Regions from separate parts of the Ovis aries genome. Here region 2 is linked to region 1. The links are chromatin contacts, called in public Hi-C maps. All regions are on one chromosome and are shown on one strand. Each heading gives the region's core, a stretch centred on a gene start, on an enhancer-like site or on the middle of the called end of the contact. The rest is flanking DNA. Distances are from core to core; before and after follow the strand shown.

Region 1 (6,899 bases), core at 1,425-3,924:
TTAAAACTCAGGCCAGAGGTTGCTGTCAGCCTGTTTGACACATCTACTTTGCAGATGAGCCGGAGCCTGCGGGTCAGACTTAATGCGCTCACTTTGTCGTGTAGGAAGACTGCAGGTGTTTCTTTCCTAATGTTCAGATGTATAAACTTGTCACTTAGAAGCCGCTGAAACTTAGTTTTGGTTTTATAATAGTACATAGTGGAAAGAGCATTGGCTGGGGGAGTAAAGAGACCTGCTCCTATCCCTGACATTGAACGTATCTCTGGATCTCAATTTCTTTTTCTCTGAAGCAGATTTGAATCGGAGGATCAGTGAGAACTCTCCACATCGCAGTCTCAGAGTTCAACATAGGTGTTCTCTCGGCTTATTTTGTAAATTGGTTTGTTCTGCATAATATCTCCTTAATAATATGTTCCATGGTAACCTTGTCTTGTTAGTTCAGCAGGGCCCAATCGTGAAGACCAAATAAAAGACACCAATTGTGGTTATTACTAAGAAGTCGAGGGAACCTAGGCTTATGGTTGTAGCGTTCTGGTGGAAGTAAACACTGGTGGGTGTGTTTCTAAGGAGTAGTTCCATTAAGTAATTTCATTGTCTGGATTTCTTTTGCACCATAGCCTACTCATGAAGGTTACTTCTCTTGTTTGGATATCTGGACACTCTTTTTGGACTATCTGACAAGTAAAATTAAAAGCCGTCTGGGAGACAAGGAAGCAGTTCTCAACAGGTAAACCACAGAAACATTAATAACTAGAAATAGACATTTTGGTCAGTTTCTCTTGTGGCCTAAAGAGTCCGCCATGCAGTCAGACTGCTTTAGTGAAACGGAGTCGCAGAAGCTGTTCAGGTAGTAATGCCATTGAACATTGTCTTCTTCTCTTCCCCTTAGATACCTCATTTTTAAAAAACATTTTTCTGATTAAAAAAGTAACATGTATTAAATTTTTAGGTATGATAATGCTTTTGTGGCCCCTTCTCCCCCATGATCCTTACTTTAGAGATATAAGTTGAAGTATTTATTGGATGAAATGATATAACATCTGAGATTTGCTTTAAAATAATTCCCTGGGGCTAGTGGGGGAAGTGGGTTGACCATGTGTTGACAATTGATGTTGAACTCAGTTGATAGGAACTTGGAGTTCATTGTATCCTCACTTCTTTTGTATGTGCTTGAAAATTTCCTAAATAATGAATACTTGTCAGGGAAAAAAGTATTTATTTTAAAAACTAGCAAAGATAGAAAAATATAAAGAAGATAAGTTTTCTATAATCCCGCTATCCAGAGACGATTAGTTTTGTACTTCTTGTTATAGTTTAGAAACAGAAAATGGGGAAATGTTTTTCCCCCACATTTCTCAAGACCATTTTTCTTGTTTGCAGGCAGAAAGTATGTTTCCTGTACACTGTGGTCCTTATATATCTAACTATTTGAAGCTAATATATCTAGAGTGTTCAGCACATTACAAATGCTCGGTAAATAGTATCAGTGGTGGATGGTGGAGATAGTAAATACGTCTCTTCTAGAGAGTGCCAAATGGAGGTGGTGAGGAGAACTCCCATCTGGGGAGAGTTGGACTGAACCTCTTAAAACCCTTTCCATCTCTGAGGTTTGAAGAGTTTTTAAAATTCTAAACGGTATTTGCATTCCAAGTTTAAGCATTTGCACTTTCATTTTCCAAACTATTTTTATGATTGCAAAATAGCTTCCAGCTTGTTAGATGTCAGGTCACAAGTGGTTCTGGGTAGTATATTTGTGTATCAGAAACCTTCTTACACAACAGTAGATCCTGTTTTTGGTGAACTTGCCAACTGTGAGTAATTGTGTTGTTGAATGAGATTGTTCAAAGAAAAGGCGCTTCCGCCAGATTCTCTTTCTTGTATGTTGAGCAGTCGCATCCTTTGCTTCTGGGACTGTGCCTGATTTTGCTATATTTAAGTGGTTAGATGGTCTTTCACATCGCTCAGACTTTTTGGAAGAATAAGCTGAGGACATGATCAGCACGAAAATGCTTTTAAAAGCACAGTACAAATGTGCTTTAGGTGGGGAGAATACGGTATTGTTCCACTGAGAAGTACTTGCGCTGATTACTGCTCCAATAGAAGGAGCAGTGGTGCAGTTTAAATTCCTTTTCTGCTTCATGGTAGCAGTGTTACTGTTGGTCAAGTCATATGGTAATCTCATTTCCTCTTGCAAAATGAGATACTAATATCTCTCTTGTAGAATGGCTAGGATTCAAGGAAATCGTGTATATAAAATACCTGGCATAGTATTGATCACATGTTAGGCACTCAATGGATGGTCACAGTAATGACCACACAGTAATAGTAAGTCATAGAAGATGTTGCTGTTGTTTGACTGAGGTGGTGACTGTGGAGTTAAATGACAGTACCCCTGGACAGCAGAGACTCCTCAGCCCACTTGCAGATGGTGGCCTGCCTGCCTGCCCAGGCATCTGTCGTCATAGCTGTCAGCGGTCCTGGCTGACCACTTTAAACACTAGGGATTTTTCTCATTGATCCTTTGATTATTATCCTGAATAAGGCTTTCTGATTTTTCATGACTTAAAAAAATACACACATAACACTTTCACACTTTAACAACCCAAACGTCCAAAGCTCGTCTGTGGTTTATGCCGTTAATGGTAACCATCATCTGGGGGAACAGCTTGTCAGTCTGACACCCCCTAGTGGTCAAAGGTAGTAGACGACAAAGAAAGATGTACAATGGCGTCTACTGCCTGCTCAAAGAAAATAGTTGAACTCTGTGTTTCCTGTCACCTCTCACAGAGCATATTTATAGAAATACATACTCAAAAAACCTTAAATGAAAGTTTTGAAAGTTTGGCAACCACAGCTCTGGGTTATCTTAGAGATCCCAATATATTGAAGCAGCTGATAAAGAGCACTGGCTACAGATAATTACTGCATTGATTTTTAGTGAAGAGCTTGTCAATGCAGTCAAATGTTTTTCAACTGATAAAATATATCTGAAAGAAGTCAGGGGGCTTTTGTGACTTGAACCAGAATTTCAGAAGCAACTGGTCTTGCAGGAAGTAGTCAGATGTTTTCTTGGTGTCTTAAATGGGAGACGTAGGTGTGGTTAAGTTGCAGAGACAGCATTCAGTTCCTGTCTCTTGTGGTTTATAGGTTTTGCATCATTCCTCACAACAAAGTGGTAGGCTTTGTAGGCTACAAATTTAGAAGTACAAATGTACATAGAATTATTTTTGGTCCTAGGAGTTTGGAAATTGGAGTTCCACATGTTCCTTGCTCAATGAAGATGCTCAAGAATTTCTTGTTCAGAGCTGGCGGGGACTTGGAGAACTTGAGTCCCATTGTTAACAGATAAATATTCTATAATGCACCCAACTGAACTAATTGCTAGTGGGGTTCACTGTCCAGGTTTGCCATTTTGAATCAGTGGTGTTGGAAGACCTGAATTTCGGTCTCCATTTCCTCTTTGTAGTTTGGGAATGGTTGTGCCTACTTTACAAGTTCTTGAGCAAATTAAATGAACCAGTGTGTATAAAGTACCTTGGCTGATGGTAGATGTTCAGAAAATAAGTATTAGTTCTCATCCTTTGTCTCTCTTTCTCTAACTTCCTTCTCTCTGTGCTTGTCAGTGTGTAGGGAGACACCTGGGTAGAAACTTATTTTTATAGGAGGATGAGGAAACTTGCAGTGTGTTAAGCAACCTAAAGTTACTGAGTCATGTCCTGTGAACCCCTTTGTCATGAGAGTACTGGCAGGTGCTGGCCACAGACCTGCCAGGGATTCTGGGTGACATTAGATTGGACTGTAAACAAATGTGGGCAGGCGTGAGAAAACTTGCTGCCCTTTTCTTGTGAGTGGGTTTTTCTGCTTAGTAAAGAGGAAGTGCCATTGTGACACACAGCATTTTGATACAGTTAGTAAAAGGTATTAACTAGGTTTATGTCAGGGCTCCAGTAGCTTTCTAGCTCTTGATACATGAAATCCATGCTGTTGACTGCCCCAGAGAGCAAGTGAATAGGAAATATTCACTTAGAATATTTCACTGAGTTGCAAAAGCTACCCAGGATTATGCTTTGGTGCCTTGTAGTTATCTGACTTGTAGGTTTGTTTATTTATTGCCTGCATATTGATTCATTTGTTCTCTTTCATTGATCACACATTTACTAAGCAGCTGCTATGTAGTTGCCTTAACATAACATTTCATTTAACTCTCAGAAGAAGTTGGGGTGCTTCTGAAATCACATTTGTGGTTTGAGCACACCGATCTGTAGGTTTATTTCCATTGTATATTTAAGCATTTAATGCTCTAAGTTTCCCTCTGAGCACTGCTTTAGCTTTATCAAATTCTAATAGGTATTGGTTTCCTTTTCATTCAATTTATTTTGTAATTCCCCTTGAGAATTCCTCTTTGGTGTTTAATTTCTAAATATCTGAGGATTTTCCCTGTGTCTTCTTGCTGTTGTTTTCTAGTTTATTATGATCTGCAAACATATTCTGTGTGGTTCCAGTTCTTTTCAGTTTGTCAGGACTTGCTTTATGGCCTGCTCTTCTTGGGGCTCACTCACTGTGCTTGAGAGTGTGTGCTCTGCTGTTGCTGGGTGCAGTGTTACCGGTATGCCAGATCAGGTTGATTGAGAGAGTTCTACAGGTTATCTTTTTATCCGGTTTGTTCTGCCAGTTACTGAGAGAGGGGTGAATTCTCCCAAGTAAAGTTGTGGATTTGTCAACATCTCCTTTCAGTTCTATCAGTTTTTGCTTTGTTTGTTTTGAGACTCTCTTTGTTAGTTTCTAGAGAAGGAAATGGCAACCCACTCCAGTATTTTTGCCTGGGAAATCCCATGGACAGAGGAGCTTGATGGATTACAGTTCATGGGGTTGCAAAAAGTTGGACATGACTGAGCAGCTAAACGACAACTGTTAATTTTGCACAAATTTAGTTTTCCCTTTGAGTGTATCTACTGAGTGTTTGACTATATTTATGAGTTTTTAAAGTCATTGCTCTGTATATTAAAATGCATATATATTTAATTTTTCTAGTTGACGTATTACCACGTCAAGTGTAATATAGAAGCCTCACTACTGTTTTGCTGTCTCTTCTTGCATTGAGGTTGCCATATATTTTCCATCTGTGAGCAGTGAAAATGCCATCAGACAGTGTTCTGTTTTTGCTTTCATCCAGCATTCATATTTTAAAGTTCTTAAGAGAATCAACAGAGAAGCAGTTGTATTTACCCAGAGATCTGCCAGTTCTCTTGCTTTCCCTTCATTCTGAAGTTCCATGTTTCTGTTTTAAAATTAATTAACTAACTGATTAATTTTGGGGGGCTGCACTGGGTCTTTGTTGCTTTCTCTAGTTGTGGTGATTGGGCGCTGCTCTTCGTTGCAGTGCGCAGCCTTCTCATTGAAGTGGCTTCTCTTGTTGCAGAGCAAAGGCGCTGGAGCACACAGAGTTCAGTGGTGATGGCTCGTGGGCTCAGTAGTTGTGGCGCATAGGCTTAGTTGCTCCACGGCATGTGGATCTTCTCGGACCAGGGATTGAGCCTGTGTCCTCAGCATTTGCAAGCAGATTGAAAAAAAAAAAAAAAAAACCTTAAAAAAAATTTATTTATTTAGTTTTGCCTTTGTTGGGTCTCTATTGGCGCGAGGGCTTTTCTCTCGTTGCGGCAAGCAGGGGCTGCCCTATAGTTGTGGTGCGTGAGCTTCTCCTTGTGCGGCTTCTCTTGTTCCAGAGCACAGGCTTCAGAGCGTTCGGGTTTCCTTAGTTGTGGCATGTGGGCTCAGCAGTTGCAGTATCCTGGGAAAGGCAGGTTCTTAGGCACTGGACTACCAGGGAAGCTCCCAGGTTTCTTTCTGATTATTGTTTACCTTCTCGATCAGCCAGCTCGGGTTGCCATAACGAAATACCACTGACTGGGGTGGCTTAAACAATAGAAATTTGTTTTCTCTTACATCTAGAGAATGGAGGTCATAGATGAGGGGACTGGCGGATTTGGTTTCTGGTGAGGGCTCTCTTCCTGGCTTGCAGATGCTGCCTTCCCTTCATGTCCTCATGTGGCCCCTCTTCTGTGCTTGCACGGGGAGGAGGGAGCGTGAGCACACTCCACTCCCTCAGGTCTCTTTCTCTTCATGTAATTACGGCCCGCCCCGCCCTTATGATCTCACTCAACTTTTATTGCCTTTCATAGGCCTGGTCCCCAAATACAGTCATACTGAGAGTTGGGGGCTTCAGCATACGAAGTTTGAGTGGACACAGTTCAGTCCAAAACACCCTTCAGCTGAAGACCCTCAAGAAGGATGCTTATAATAGCTTGCTTTAAAAATCTTCGATGATTCCAGCATCTGTGTCATCTGTGACAGTTTGCTGATTGTCTTTCCCTTGACAGGTGTTCAGTGTCGTCTCATTTTTTGTATGTCAGCTAGTTTAGAGCCCTGTACATGTGTGTTCTACCAGCTGTAGGCATGACTTCCATCTCCACAGTCACTGTATGGTCAAAGGTGGGTGCTGAATCTAAGGCGTCGCACCCGTGATTCAGGCAGCAGGAGTAGAGGGGAGAGGCTGGGCAAAAGCAGCTTTCCCAGCGGCCCCACCAAATCACTTCTTTTAAAATTTCCTTGACCACTCCTGTCTGCAGAGGAAGACTGGGAAACGTAGTCTTTCATTTGGCATCAGGGCCTCGTGTTCTCTTCCTGGGGAGGAAGGGTGTTGGGTAGGCAAATGACAAATATAAGCTCTAGGCTCAAGTGTTTGAACTTAGCCTTTTTCTAAAGTCTACTGAAGTGGGATTTTGATTCTGTTTGCAAGTTTTCCCACAGATGTTGCCTATTTTATTAGTGATTTTTCTCTGCTAACATTCTCCTCTGGGCCATCATGCTTAATTACTTATCTTGTCTAGCTTGTTATTGGC
Region 2 (6,899 bases), core at 1,930-4,429, 68 kb before region 1:
GCCCCTGCATTGGAAGCACCGAGTCACGACCACTGGACCGCCAGGGAAGCCCTGGAGTACTTCTTGTTGAGAGTGAGTTGACTTCCTGTTGTTTCATCTAATTACACAGTGAGATAATTGAGACTTTGATAGTCTCTTGCTCAATATACCTCGGCTAGTGATTAAGAGCGGAGAAGGCAATGGCAACCCAACTCCAGTACTCTTGCCTGGAAAATCTCATGGATGGAGGAGCCTGGTAGGCTGCGGTCCACGGGGTCGCTAAGAGTTAGACACAACTGAGTGACTGCACTTTCACTTTTCACTTTCATGCATTGGAGAAGGAAATGGCAACCCACTCCAGTGTTCTTGCCTGGAGAATCCCAGGGACGGGGGAGCCTGGTGGGCTGCCGTCTATGGCGTCACACAGAGTCGGACACGACTGAAGCGACTGGCTCAGATGGTAAACCGTCTGCCTACAATGCGGGTAGATCCGGGTTGAATCCCTGGGTTGGGAAGATACCCTGGGGAAGGAAATGGCAACCCACTCCAGTATTCTTGCCTGGAAAATCCCATGAAGGGAGGAGCCTGGCAGTCTGTGGGGTCAAAAAGAGTTGGACATAACTGAGTGACTTCACTTTCACTTTCAGTGATAAGAGCTGGGTTTCCCACTCCAAATCTCTCATTCCAAAGTCTTGGCTCATTTCACTACACTGAGCCAAGACAGGGCAGGCCACTTGGCATCCATCCTGATTCATCTGTTTATCTTCTGAGATGGCTTCTCTTGTACATACAGTTGGAGATTCTTTCCCCTCACTTTGCCTAGCTAACTACAACATGTCATTCAAGCCACGGGTAAATAAATGTCACTTCCTGACTGCCTCCCCATCCAAACCCCCAAGATTAGCTTAGATCCCTTGGCTATTAACCCTCAAATGGTTTGTATTTTTCTTCAATGCTCTTATTGCAATTATAAGTGATGACTCATTTGGTAATACTTTTAAAATAATTCTTCTCTCTATTCCATAAAGGCCCAAGTGTGTCTGTTTTATCAGCACTGAATCCTCAGAACAGTGGTTGTCACTTAGTGGGCAACAGTAAATATTTAATGAAAGAATAAATGAGAGCCATTGCTTTCTGTGGCCATGAGTTATGTCAGCAGTCCCCCAAGGGTGATCCCCGGACCTGGAGCATTAGTATCACCCAGGAATTTTTTAGAAAAATTTATGAGCTTCTACTGATTAGAAGCTCTGGGAATGGGGAAGGACAATCAGTGTTTTAACAGGCCCTCCAGGTGATTCTGATTCATGCTGGAATTTGAAGGCCACTACACAGATTTCCACAATAAACTGTGGAAAATTCTGAAAGAGATGGGAATACAGACCACCTGACCTGCCTCTTGAGAAATCTGTATGCAGGTCAGGAAGCAACAGTTAGAACTGGACATGGAAGAACAGACTGGTTTCAAATAGGAAAAGGAGTATGTCAAGGCTATATATTGTCACCTTGCTTCTTTAACTTCTATGCAGAGTACATCATGAGAAACACTGGACTGGAAGAAACACAAGCTGGAATCAAGATTGCCGGGAGAAATATCAATAACCTCAGATATGCAGATGACACCACCCTTATGGCAGAAAGTGAAGAGGAACTAAAAGCCTCTTGATGAAAGTGAAAGTGGAGAGTGAAAAGGTTGGCTTAAAGCTCAACATTCAGAAAACGAAGATCATGGCATCTGGTCCCATCACTTCATGGGAAATAGATGGGGAAACAATGGAAACAGTGTCAGACTTTATCTTTCGGGGCTCCAAAATCACTGCAGATGGTGATTGCAGCCATGAAATTAAAAGACGCTTACTCCTTGGAAGAAAAGTTATGACCAACCTAGATAGCATATTCAAAAGCAGAGACATTACTTTGCCAACTAAGGTCTGTCTAGTCAAGGCTATGGTTTTTCCTGTGGTCATGTATGGATGTGAGAGTTGGACTGTGAAGAGGGCTGAGTGCGGAAGAATTGATGCTTTTGAAGTGTGGTGTTGGAGAAGACTCTTGAGAGTCCCTTGGACTGCAAGGAGACCCAACCAGTCCATTCTGAAGGAGACCAGTCCTGGGATTTCTTTGGAAGGAATGATGCTAAAGCTGAAACTCCAGTACTTTGGCCATCTCATGTGGAGAGTTGACTCATTGGAAACGACTCTGATGCTGGGAGGGATTGGGGGCAGGAGGGGAAGGGGACGACGCCAGAGGATGTGATGGCTGGATGGCATCACTGACTGGATGGACCTGAGTCTGAGTGAACTCCGGGAGCTGGTGATGAACAAGGAGGCCTGGCGTGCTGCGATTCAGGGGTCGCAAAGAGTCGGATACGACTGAGCGACTGAACTGAACTGAACTGAACACAGATTTGGTTCAGCCCATGACTAGCAGCACCTCTGCTGCTGGGCATTGTTTCTTGCTTCTATTTGTTAAAGTCACTTCTTTCACAAGTAAAGTAGGTTGGAGGATAGAAACAGGAACCAGAACCCACCACGTCTTTGCCTTGTTAGAATCTCTGCAGTTGCTGTTCCTTAACTTTGATCACGCTGGCGGCTATTGACTTTATCCTCAGGCTTGTTTACATTTCCATTCCTCCCTTCCACGTTTTATCTGGGGCCCCTGTGTGTTCGTTCGTTCATAACACTCACAACACTCCTCGTTTCTTACAATTAATTTATTCACTTGGTTGCTACTTGCTGCTTATCTGCCTCCTTGAGTGCAGGGACTACATTGATCTTCTTTACTGTACTAGTCCTGGCATCCACAGCTGAGCCTGGTCCACAGCAGCTAAAATGTCTATGGGCTGAATGGATGTAAATTCCACAAGGGAAGAGGCTGCGTGCCACCGACTTCTAGCCGGGTGCTGGGCAAATAGAAAGTGCTCCTTCAAGATGGGTGGAATGAATGAGCTCAGGAAATGAAAGAGAAACCGCCCCTTTACCAAGATGGCAGGGCCAGTTCCCTTTACCAACATGGCCGCTTGCCCTCGTGGACCGGCGGAGAGCGGCGGGCGTGGGGCGGGGCCGGACGGGGGCGGGGCCAGAGGGAGCCGTCAGGTGCGGCCCCGCCCCGCGCCCCCCAGCCCCCGCCCGCTCGATTCCGGATTGGTCCGGTTCCAGCGCCGCAGCCCGGCGGCCGCGCCGTGGGGCCGCGCCGAGCGCTCGCCACTTCCGGCGCGTTGGGGCTGTTGGTCGCGGGCGGCCGCGCGGCGCGAGCGGGCAGCTCCGGGGCGGGCGCGCGCAGGGATGCTCCGGGGGGCGGCGGCAGCGGCTGTGTGGGCTGAGGCGGCAAGGATAGCGTGGGCTCCCGGGCCTTTCCCCTGAGTCGGCCGCTCGGACTGCGCCGCCCAGGCCCCTTCAGCCTCCGCCCCTTCAGCCTCCGGGCCGGGCCCGCCGCCGTTTCTGAACGCGGGGGCCGGGGAGCCCCTGCCTGGGCCCGGAGCCTCCCCTCGGGGGTCGGGCCCGGGCAGGGGGCCCCGAGCCGCTGCCCTCCTCGTCAGCCCTCCGAGCCCCATTTCCTGCTTTTTTCAGTTTCTTTGGGGAGGGGCGGGTGGGTCTGGATGAATTGTTCCGGGGGTCCCCGATGAGGTGGGCCGGGGGGCCGCACTCTTTTTAGAGGGTCCCCGCGAGGCTCGGGGGTGGGGAAGCGGTTGTCTTTGCATGGGCGGGGGACTTCCCGAGCCTGCGGGACCATGACCTGAACTGTGCAAGCCGGACGTGTCCGAAGCCCGAGAGCCAGCTCACCTGAGCCGCCCCCTCCCCCGGCCAGCATGGTAAGTGGGGTCGAAGCCCCTTCCTTCCCGGGTGCCAAGTCTGAGCGGTGGGAGCGGGCCCGGGACTGCTGAGCCATCGCTTCTCCCTGGGGCGGGGAGAGGCGCGTGCCGAGTCCGGCAGTGACACATGCGTGCAGGGTTTGCAGCCGGGCTCTGAGCTCCCATCCCCCCCCCAACCCCCCCTCCACCCCGCCTCCCGCCCCAGGGATGGTTTAGGACTGGGAGGGACCTGGACGCGGAGCAGACACAACCCTTGCATCTGTTGTTTGCCTCTCGTACATTGTAGCTCATCACGACAGTAGCTAACAATTCTGTGCTAAGTGATTGACGTGTGTTATTAGTACACCAGCCCTGTGTTCTGAAGTAGGGAGACTGAGGCACAGAGCAACTAAATATCCAGCTCAGGGTCACTCTTAAGTGACAGTGGCGAGGTTTGAACCTAGTTTGATTTCAGAGCTCCTAATAGAACACACGTGACAGAGCTGGAGTGGATCTTGTTTTAGCCGGTTCAGTCGTGTCCGACTTTTTGCGACTCCATGAACTGCAGCCCGTCAGGTTCCTCTATCCATGAGATTCTCCAGGCAACAATACTGGAGTGGGTTGCCATCTTGGTAGAAGCTTATATACAGGGCAGCTGAGAGGGTTTGTGGTTTGCAAAGGTCACTTACCTAGATGATAGCAAAGTCAGGAACAGTACTCTGTTGACACTCACCCTGCCTGTCTTTCTACTACATGCCCTGACCTTTGCCCTGGAGTGCCTGGAGATCGCTTCATCTTTCCAGATCTGGTTCAGAAGCCACCTCTTCTGAGGATAACATTCCACATTTTCCAGGCCCAAAGGCACTCTCAGTACTTCCTGAGATTTGTTCACATCTGTTTTTAAGCATTTGTCTTATTGGAGTGATTATTTCTGAGCCGTAGTCGTCCATTGCGGTGAACTCAGTTTCCTCAAAGGTGAAATTGTCAGAATTTTTATCTTCTCTGGCTCTTGGTACATAGTAAGCCCATGGAAGGTGGTTGATCGTCAAGTCTGTGTTTGAGCACCTCCAGTTATAGGGTGCCCATTTTATCGCTGTCACGTTAGGGGTTTAGTAGAGAAAAGGAGGCCGTGACATCGTCTGTGATAATAGCTCTTCAGGCCAGTGTGGTTTTCTGAACGTTGGAGTGTCCTGTGGGTGATGTGTTAGGTCTGGGGCAGAGAGAGGAGACGTAGGCTGTAGCCCGTGTCTTCATAGTGCTTATAACCAGTTAGATAAAATGCACTGTTAATGCCAGGCAGCACTGTATAGTGTTGCCTGTACCAGGTGTAGGTAGGATGGATAGTGGCAGATCAGTTAAACTTTCTGAGTCCCGGGGTCCTCAGCTGTAGAATGTGGAGACAGGAATTCTCTAATGAACAAAGGTATGAGGTGTAACACTGAGTGAATGATGAAAGGCGTATTCAGTGGTCCTTCACTGATTCTTTCAATGAATTAAAAAAAATGGTAGTAAAATATAGGTAACATGAAATTTACCATTTTAACCTTTTTTTTTTTTAATCTTATATGCACGGGTTTAGTTGCTCTGTAGCATGTGGGGTCTTCCCAGACCAGGGATGGAACCAGTGTCTCCTGCATGGGCAGGTGGATCCTTTACCACTGAGCCACCAGGGAAGCCCCATTTTAACCATCCTTAAGGGTACAGTTCAGTCACATTAAGTACATTCATAGTGTGTCCATCCCCAGAATTAGTTTCATCTTGTAAGACTGAAACTATACCCATTAAACAAAAACTCCCATTCCTTTCTTCTCTGTCCCCTAGTGACCACTCTTCTACTTGTCTCTGAATTTAACTACTGTGTAAGCCTTCATATAAATGGAGTCATACGGTTTTGTTTTTTTGTGACAGGCTTATTTCACTGAGCATAATCATGTCTGCAAGGTTCATCTGTGTTGTAGCATCTGTCAGGATTTCCTTCCTTTTTAAGAATGAATAATATTTCATTGTGTGTGAAGCCCACGTTTTGTTTATCCGTTCATCTGTTGATGGACACTTGGGTGTCTTCCACCTTTTGGCTATTGTGAAAAATGCTGATATGAACACGGGTGTACACAACTTTTAATGAATTTAAGTAGCCACTGTATGTGAGGCTCTAGCAAATGTCAGATAAACAAGACAGACAGGTACCTTCTCTCAGGTAGCTGACAACATTGCATTAGAACAGAATTGCTTTTGGGCAGAATTTTACTGTTTATCGACTTAGCTGGCCAAGCACCCTTGTATTCAGGTTTCATTTTAATTAAGAGTCAGGAGACCGTTATGAAAATAACCACCTTTGAGCAATTAATTGTGAAGTCGTTGACTTCATCATCACCATTTACAATTTTTTTCTAGGATAACTTGTGAGTCAAGTTTTGTAATCTTCCCCTCACTTATTTTAGCACACAGTGGGTGACCACAGCGGATGTAAGGCCAATAGGACTGTCAAATCATGTCCTCTTTGCAGCACTGATCCCAGGGGTTTGTCTCCTTAGATGTCCCAGGTTCAGGGGTGTGGCTGGGGCAGGCCTTGCCCCCAACTGCAAGGAAGCTGTTGCCTGGTTTGTGTCTCATTTGAGGGGAGGGATCACAGTTCTTTATTTGTTCCAGAAGCTCTTTTTCCATTTCGTACTGACTTAACATTTTTGCTTTAAAGAGCCTTGAAAGAGTTGACAAATAAGTTGGGGCCTTTGTAATATCTTTTTAAAATTTCAGTTTCCTTATAAGATGAAAATGGTGTAATATAGAACTACCATTGATTAAGTATCTACACTAAGCTAGCTGTGTTTCATTTATTTGTTTCCTTTCAGTCATTCAGTATCAGTTACGCACACCAGTCCTGCTAGGTTGGTTACCGTATTGCCATCACTACTAGAGGAGGAGGTGAACACAGCTGGTGTAGGATACCTGTTTAACAAGAGGTGGAGCTGGCATTTGGACCCAGGCTGCCCTTCTCCAAAGCCTCTGCTGCTTAAGGCCAGATGCTGCCTCACACGGAAGATGGTTGGGAATGTCATCCAGCTATAGTTTATTTGGTTCTGAGATAGTGACGTGGGCAAGGGACCATGGGAATTTCCTTTTAAGTCTCCCTCTAGGA

The links. Hi-C and Micro-C count contacts between places; a contact is called where the count stands out from the background.
Region 2: a contact with region 1 is called in a Hi-C map of liver, with 2.9 times the contacts expected there. The contact joins the promoter of XPO6 here to the enhancer-like site in region 1. A contact is called at or near these places in 9 of 16 Hi-C or Micro-C datasets (blood, hypothalamus, liver and 3 more).

Annotation. Positions count from the first base shown.
Region 1 is chr24:26,171,621-26,178,519 of ARS-UI_Ramb_v3.0, reverse strand. It overlaps XPO6 (exportin 6), which reads left to right. Exons shown (of 24, transcript XM_060406222.1): 9 at 618-727. Among named protein-coding and RNA genes, the nearest start is that of GSG1L, 68 kb to the right of the region's middle. Within about 2 kb of position 2,674, at least 13 of the 54 cell types and tissues checked have an H3K27ac peak or open chromatin away from gene starts, as enhancers often do. A contact at or near this core is called in hypothalamus and liver, where this site is marked.
Region 2 is chr24:26,240,047-26,246,945 of ARS-UI_Ramb_v3.0, reverse strand. XPO6 (exportin 6) reads left to right here and starts at 3,179. Exons shown (of 24, transcript XM_060406222.1): 1 at 3,179-3,784.